Regions from separate parts of the Sus scrofa genome. Here region 2 is linked to region 1. The links are chromatin contacts, called in public HiChIP or PLAC-seq maps. All regions are on one chromosome and are shown on one strand. The core of a region is the stretch at or near the end of the contact, and the rest is flanking DNA. Distances in the headings are between cores, read along the strand shown.

Region 1 (3,988 bases), core at 111-2,610:
GGGAACTCCTAGGCTGGGGTTTTCAATTCGGCTCCTCCAGTCATGGAATGGGCAACCCAGAGCAAGTTCTGGAAGCTCTCACCTGGGGCATCAGTTTCCCCACCTGTACAATGGGAATACCCCCGCCCTGGATGCCTACCCCACAGTGGATTAGGTGGGCTAAGGAGCTTTGCGGCTGAGAGGTGGCACTCCTGGTACCAGGTCCCTACCTGGATAGTGCTGGATCACTCCCTTCACATAGTTGGCCCAGTGCGGGGTCCCAGGCTCCAGCGGCCGCTTGTCTGTGGGCAGGGGAAACTGCAGCCGCCGGGGCTCATCGGCATCCTCAGAGGTGGTAAGGAGGGAGACAAGCCCATCCGTCCGGGGGCTGCCCACGAGCACAGTCACAAGCTCCAGAGCCTGGCAGGAGAAACCAAAAGTGTGCCAAACTCCCAGCACCACAGTTCTGAGGGATGCGGGGCCTGGGACAGACAAGGAGGTGACCCAAAGTGTCTCTGGGAAGAGCCTGCATACAGATCTGGCCTTGGGGACTTGGGTCCTGCCCCCCATGGGTCTTCAGGGCCGGGACAGCAGGAGTGCAGACCTGGACTCTGCCCTGAGCATGGGCTCTCAGCTGCGGGGCACGAGGGGGAGAGGGCACAACAGGGAAACCGAATCAGGAGCTCCTCTGATGCGTTTCCATTAGAAGGCAACCTCAAGGCACCGGGCTTGCTCACTAGCCAAGCTTGCACAGCTGCAGAGCCTGGTGGAAAGAGCCCCCGGCGGAGGCAGGTCCACCAAGATCCAGCTGTGTGACCTTGAGCAGCTCGTTAGCCCTCTCTGAGGCTCAATTCCCTCCTCTGCAAATTGAACCGGCGGAACCAGGAGGCTCAGGACTACTTCGCCCCGGTCTACGCTAGGGCCCCCTTCCGCATTCCCCCACAAGCCGCGGTGGCTCCCAGGGAGCCTACTTCCTCGGGGATTCCCAACTCCCTCCCTTCCAATGTGGGAAATGCCGCGTCTTAGGGTCTCTCCCACTTGCTCGTCCCCCAGCTCGGTGGGGGTAAAAGTTGGGTGCAGCGCGCCCACCAGTGCACGCGGGGAGATGGCGCCTCCCGCCCAGCCCCTCACCATGGGCAGCACCAGGCCCTGGTTGTAGTCCGTGTGCTCCCCAATGAGGTTGACGCGGCCCGGCGCCGACACGGCCAGCTCGGGCTCGGCCCCGAACTCCTCCAGGAAGGCTCTCCGGGCCCTGGCCAGCAGCTCCTCGGCCCGGGGCTGTTCCGAAGCGGCCATGACTCTCGCCCTGCAGCTCTGTCCGGCGCAGTCGGGTCGGCGCGGGATGCTCGGGGCGGGGCCGCGCGGCGTCGGCCCACAGAGCTGCTGGCGCCGCCCCGCCCCCGGGCCCCGCCCCGGGCCCCGCTGGCCCCGCCCCGCCCGCAGCTCCGGCCAAGTCCACCGGCTGGGCGAGCGGGGCCGACTGGAGGTGGGCTTTGGGAGGGGCCGCTGGGCGTCTGGTCGGGCGTGCGTGGCCTTGAGTGGTATTTGCCGGACTGGGCGATCTAAGCTGCCCTTCCCTGGTGCTGGTGTGCCACACCCCACCCCTGCACCCAGCCGGCTACCCACAGCCAGAGCAGTACCAGCACATCTGGGGTTCCCCAAGGGTTCTCAAAGCTCTCTCCCAAAAGTCCTAAAGTCCTGCAGCTGTGAGAGGTCACCAGCCCCCGATCATGGATCTCTAAGAGGGTGGATGGCCTGGCATTCAGAGTAAAGAGAGATAAAGAAAGCCAAGTTTGACCCCCTGTCCAGCTCCTTAGCAGTGTAGGAGCAAGGAGCGGGATGATGGACAGGGTGGGCCCAGCCCCTCCTGGAAGGACCCACCCAGCTGCCAAGGCAAGTTGGGCTGTTGGCACCAGCAAGTGCTTCCTCAGCCTGGAATCTTGGTCCCAGTGTCTGATACCCAGAGTCTGACACTGGCCGCCTCCTCTCTCACCAGCCTGCATCCTAAACCTTCAAACTGTCCTCGGTTCCTGCCCAGATGCCTGTTCATGGCTGGCCATCCCATATGAAAACTTGGAGGGGAAAGGCTAACATGTAAACAAACTCTTTGGAATTAGAGTGGGGGCTTTGGAAGGGTTGTGGCCAGGGCTGTAGCTCAGGGGTTTGCCCAAAGATCATTCACAAGTCAGCTCTGAAAACTCCTAGAAGTAAACATAGGTTCACCTTACACCACAGCTCACAGCAATGCCAGTTTCTTAACCCACTGAGAGAAGCCAGGGATCGAACCTGTGTCCTCATGGATACTAGTCAGGTTTCTTACCCCTGAGCCATGACGGGAACTCCATGGACATGTTTTCAAACATTTGTGACCTTGGCTTAGCCAATGGTTTTTCAGATGTGACACCGAAACCACAAGCAACAGAAGAAAAATGTGAACTGTACTTCATCAAGATAAAATACTTTGGAGTTCCCGTCATGGCGCAGTGCTTAACAAATCTGATTAGGAACCACGAGGTTGCAGGTTCGATCCCTGGCCTCAATCAGTAGGTTAAGGATCGGGCGTTGCCGTGAGCTGTGGTGTAGGTCGCAGACACGGCTCAGATCCTGCGTTGCTGTGGCTCTGGCGTAGGCCGGCTGCTACAGCTCCAATTCGACCCCTGGCCTGGGAACCTCCATATGCCACGGGAGCGGTCCTAGAAAAGGCAAAAAGACAAAAAAAAAAAAAAAAAAAAAAAAACTTGCCCATCTAAGGACACCATCAAGAAAGTGAAAAGACAAACTGGAGAATGGAAGAAACTATTTGCGAATAATATACTTAAGGGACTTGTATCAAGAACATGTAGGCGTTCCCATCATGGCTGAGTGGTTAACGAGTCCAACTAGGAGCCATGAGGTTGCGGGTTCGATCCCTGGCCTTGCTCAGTGGGTTAAGGATCCAGCGTTGCCATGAGCTGTGGTGTAGGTTGAAGATGCAGCTCGGATCTGGTGTTGCTGTGGCTGTGGTGTAGGCTGGCAGCTACAGCTCCAATTCGACTTCTAGCCTGGGAACCTCCATACACCACGGGTGGGGCCCTAAAAGGACAATAAATAAATAAGCAAATAAATAAATAGAGAGAAAATAACAAGTGTTATTGAGTATGTGGTGAAATCAGAACCTTCATACACTGCTGGTGGGAATGTCAAACAATCCAGCAGTTCCAACAATTAAGCTAACGATAGAGTTATCCTATGACCCATCAATTTCATCCCTAAATACACACCCAAGAGAATTGAAAACATATACCCATGGAGTTCCTGTCACGGCTCAGCAGTAACAAACCTGACTAGTATCCATGAAGATGAGGGTTCAATCCCTGGCCTTGCTCAGTGGGTTAAGCATCTGGCATTGCTGTGAGCTGTGGTGTAGGCTGCAAATGAGGCTCAGATTCTGCCTTGCCAGGGCTGTGGCGTAGGCTGGCATCTTCAGGTCCAATTCAAACCCTAGCCTGCAGGTTCAACCATAAAAAGAAAATAAAAAAGCTTGCAATAAAAGCAATTCCAAATTTCTTTTGATGGTCTGCGCCTTTTGAGGGGTCCTCGTAGGCAAAAGAAAACAAGACAAAACAGAGTGGCCTTTGGGGCCAGTTGCAATGGAATTAAACTCACAAAAAATGCCTCCCCACGAGGTAGTGGTGCATGAAGCCTCCTGGGCTCTGAGAATCCTTTACCCACCTCAGCCTTGATGTCCAACAGCTCTGAGCCCAAATTCTCTGCCTTGACTCAGGTGTGACTTCAGTCAGATGACTCAGTCTGAGCCTCAGTTTCTCATCTGTAAAGTGGGGCTCGTGTTCCCTTCCCAAGAGGCTGTCACAAAAGAAACTGAATGGGATCGTCTTTGAAGCGTGCGCAGCCCAGCCCCTGATGCGTAGTAAGCGCAGAATAAATGTTTGCTCTTATTATCAATCATCCATGAATACAGCAGAGGTTACTGGACGCTCCTGCGGGCAATGGGCCAGATAAAAACCTGGGG
Region 2 (4,191 bases), core at 725-3,224, 520 kb before region 1:
CACACGGCTCAGCCCAGGGAAGAGGCACAGGCCCTCATGGAAAGTGAGCTTCGGGACCAGTGGAAGGTCCTGGCCCCCCTTCAGCACGTCTTCAAGGTTGACCTTGTACATGGCCAAGGAAAGGTGGGTTCGAGAGGAATGGGACTAAGGGACTGAGGAGGCAAGGAGGGAGGCGAAGGCCGCCCCCTCAGCCTGTTCCAGCCCCTGTAGGGCTCCTGCCCCTTCGCTTCCCAAATAAAAGGCCTTAAGAGAGCAGTGAGCAGTGCTTTATTTAAAAGGTTCCTGATTTCCCACTAGGTGGCCATGCAGCTACCCCGGGAGGTTCCAGAGGGCAGTGCTGAGGGGTCCCTGCCACCATGCTGCCCTGGCACCCAGTCGTGCCGGGGTTCCCTGCTGGCCTGCCTCCCCTTCCTCCAGATCCTGTCCACTGCCACTGCCCCTTGGCTCATGCATGCAGCAGACCCAGGCCGGGCGGGCCCCGCCACAGGACTTCCCGCTTGCTGTCTATAATCTCCTTCCAGTTGTCACTCCAGGAGAGTAGCCGCCTCCTGGTCGGGGGCAGGGCCAGGTGCTGGTTGTGGCAGCAGGTGAACAAGATGTGCTCCCAGCTTGGGGTCTCCTCTTGGCCTGTGACAGGACGCAGAGGAAGGCAGGGGACGCAATGGGTGACGTGGTGATCTCTACCCCCTCCCTCGTATCCCAGCAGGCCCAGTGCCCGGAGGGTGCCAAGGAAAATGGCTCCTACCTTGAATGGTGTCCTTGTCATCAATGAGCAGGTCCCCCAAGACCATGGTCTTGTCCCTCGTCAAGATAATGCGCTCCACAAACTGGGGCCCCAGGTGCTTCTCCACCCAGCCGTACTGTGTGGTGGGCACAAGTCTGTCAGGAGGGCCGGACGGACCCCGGAATTCAAGGCCAGCGAGCAAGTAGGTGGGAGGGTCTGCCGCCCTTGAAGCTATCGTCCCCTCCCCCCACCCCCACCCCCGACTTTGTGTGTTTCTGCTGGTTTCTTTCAAAGATGGGGCCTTAGGACCCTGGGTGTGCCGCCAGTGCCGCACCTTCTCGCGCACGCAGTGGTCATACTTGAGCAGCGGGCTGGTGCAGATGAAGACCTCAGTGCTGCGGGAAGGGGCGCGGGTCAGACAGGGTGGTGCCAGCCCCTGCTCCCCCCCACCTCCCTCCCGACCCTTCCTCACTCCTGCATGTCATTCATCTCCCGCATGGCTTCCAAGGCTCCAGGGATGGGCTCCAAGTTTAGGAAGAAGCCTGGGGCTTCATACACACTGGCCACTTTGTCCTGAAAGATACAGTGTTCCTGTCCTGGCTCTGCTCCCAGCCGATCTCGCCAGCCCCAGCGAGGACTCTCAAGATTCCTGGGGGAAGGGGGGCGCCTCGATCCCCACATCAGAGCCTCAGGGAGGGGACTTTGTTTAGGGGTAAGTACTCCTCCAGACTGTCTTGTCCTGGGACGAAGTGTGGATTCTGAAGTGAAAGCTTTGTCTCTGGACGTGGAGCACAGGCGGTCCTGACCCAAGGGGGAAGGCGCCCCACTCCCAGGTGCCCAGGAGGTTGGGGCTTCCCGTTTGGGACACTGGGGTCGGGGCTCCCGGTTCCCCCTGATCCTCGCCTCTCCCCCCACCTACCGCCAGGTCGGGGCGCAGGGCTCGGTACTGCTCCCGGGCGAAGAAGCCGCGGCGCTCCTCCAGCGGCACGTACGGCTCCCTGGGGAAGTTTCGCTGGAAGCCCCGCAGCAGGCCGGCCTCGAAGTCCGCCAGCACGCCGTCCATGTCCACCAGCACCCGCACGGGCCGCGCGTACCTTGCCGCCATCACCGCGAGGCACGGGCCGGCCGGAAGCATGGACGCGCGCGGAAACCCGGGCCGGAGCCGAGTTGAGCTCCGCGCCGGGACGGCGGCTTCCGGGAGGGGGCGGGGGGCGGGGCTAATTTGCATGGACGCCGGGTTGCCCCGCCCCCCGGAAGCACCGGGCCTCCCCCAGTGCCCCAGCAGCCGGCGCGGAGGTGGCCTGAGCTGCTCTTCTGGTCTGAGGCCGCGCCTACGTGCACCCCAGCCACCCTGCGCTCGGTGGCAGACGTCCTCGCTCACCTCAGACGTTTCTTGGGGCAGACCTTCCAGGGGCCCGGCAGAGGGTCTCTCCTAAATACAGATCAACGGCTTCTGAGAAGGAGCCAAGGCTGCTTAAACCCGTGAGCTGACGCCCCCTTTTAAGAATCCATCCCTGTCCTCCCTGCTTGTGGGGACTCTGGAGCAGAGCTCCCGCCACGTCAAGGCAGCACCAACCCAAGGCTCAAATCATGGGGACTCCCAGTGACCGAAGTGAATGAATCTGCTGAAGACAGCGGGTTCTTGTGAACAGAGCTCCTCAGACACCAATTCATAAACCAGAGCTGGCTTGAAACATGGGAGCATCTGCTTTAAGCATCCGGTTCACCTGGAGGAGGAGACTCAGGTAACCCAGACCATCCTCCTTTTTGTGGAACTGACACTCTTCTAGAATTGGAGTTATATCCTCCTCTAGAAAATGCTGAACGTCCGAATGTGTTATTGATTCTCCTTTTTGTAGATTTCACGTGTAAATTTCCTGACTACGTATAAATGTATTTACCTACAAACTAGATTCAGATTTGAGTTAAGTCACCCATCTTCCTGTAGTTTCCCAGTTGAGCACCCCAGTACTTCCAAATGGAACAGAAGAAGCTTTAGGAAGGGGAACCTGGTGATCAATTTTGAAATTCTACAATGGGCATTAGCAATAAATACAAAGCCACTGAGGTCACACAATTGTGTAAAAAGTCCACAAAATGCTGATTCTCCTGCTATCATCATTTTAAGATCATTCAACTTCACTTTGTAAACCCTAAGCTTTTTTTTTTTTTTTTGCTTTTCAGGGCTGCACCTGCAGGATATTGAAGTTCCCAGGCTAGGGGTCAAATCAGAGCTGTACCCCCTGGCCTGTGCCACACCCACAGCAACACCAGGCCAGAGCCGTATCTGTGACCTACACCACAGCCTAAGGCAACACAGGATCCTTAACCCACTGAGCGAGGCCAGGGATCGAGCCCGCATCCTCATGGATCTTAGTGGAGTTCGTTAACCGCTGAGCCAGGAAGGGAACCCCAAACCCTAAGCCTTCTAAGGGGAAAGTTCAACACCCTTAGCAAACATGTTTATATAGAATTTTCTGAAATGTGAAATAGTACCAAAATGACTGGCAGAACTGTCCCTCAGAGCACGTTTGGACTAGGCATTTACCTTCATGAAATAAAGACAAAAGCCAAGTTCACAAGTTGTAACACAAATGGGGGACATCTCTTTCCCAGAGCTCCATTGTTAGAGAGAAGGGTGCAGGTGCTCCACCTCTGAACTCCTAACTGAAACCGCAACTCAGGCTATGTGTAGGGCTAACCTGTCTTAGTGAAACTGGAAGCGTTCTGTAGCACAGCAATTAATTCTCCATTTTGCAAACGCTTTACACAATAAGGAAGAAAAACTTAGCCCAGTAATCTGTGATTACCCTCATTCTTCCCAAAGGAATGTCCATAGGTCAAATGAGCTGGTGGTTAGACATTATGCTTGAGTCATTTCAATCACGGCGGGGTTTTTAGAGGTGACCTCGTTCAAAGTTCCTTTTCTTTTAAAAACATTTTTATTGAAGTACAGTTGATTTCAAATGTAGGTTAATTCAATTAACCCAGTTATAGATATCTTTTTCATATTCTTTTGTAGTATTTGTCTTGTGGCTGCATCTGTGGAGCATGGAAGTTCCTGAGAAGAACCCTCACCACAGTAGCAGCCCGAGCTGCTGCAGTGACAGTGCTGGATCTTTAACCTGCTGCAGCGCAGGGAATTCCATCTTTTCCATTATGGTTTAGCACCAGATACTGAATATAGTTCCCTGTGCTATACGGTAAGTAGGACCTTGTTGTTCAGCCATCCTATAAATAATAGTTTGTATCTGCTAATCCCAAACACCCAGTTCTTCCCTCCTCTCACCCCCTTGGCAACCACAAGTCTGTCCTCTATCCTCTGTGAGTGCGTTGCTGTTTCATAGATAAGTTCATTTGTGTCTTTTTTGCCACACTGGCTGCATGTGTAAGTTCCTAGACCAGGGATCAAACCCAACCCCAGTTGCAGCCTGTGCTACAGTTGTGGCAAAGTTGGATTTTTTTTT

What was found. HiChIP or PLAC-seq counts read pairs in DNA pulled down with a chosen protein or histone mark.
Region 2: a contact with region 1 is called in an H3K27ac HiChIP or PLAC-seq map of alveolar macrophages, with 4 times the contacts expected there. The contact joins the promoter of NT5C here to the promoter of GALK1 in region 1. A contact is called at or near these places in 2 of 47 Hi-C or Micro-C datasets (mesenteric adipose tissue and subcutaneous adipose tissue) and 1 of 2 datasets of contacts at active chromatin or transcription factors (alveolar macrophages).

Annotation. Positions count from the first base shown.
Region 1 is chr12:5,639,384-5,643,371 of Sscrofa11.1, reverse strand. It overlaps GALK1 (galactokinase), which reads right to left and starts at 1,360. Exons shown (of 8, transcript XM_003131193.2): 1 at 1,111-1,360; 2 at 210-399. The coding sequence starts at 1,275.
Region 2 is chr12:6,160,203-6,164,393 of Sscrofa11.1, reverse strand. It overlaps NT5C (5'(3')-deoxyribonucleotidase, cytosolic type), which reads right to left and starts at 1,974. Exons shown (of 4, transcript XM_021066663.1): 1 at 1,644-1,974; 2 at 1,197-1,297; 3 at 746-1,119; 4 at 251-627. The coding sequence starts at 1,952. The coding sequence ends at 446. It overlaps ARMC7 (armadillo repeat containing 7), which reads left to right. Exons shown (of 3, transcript NM_001243806.1): 3 at 1-253.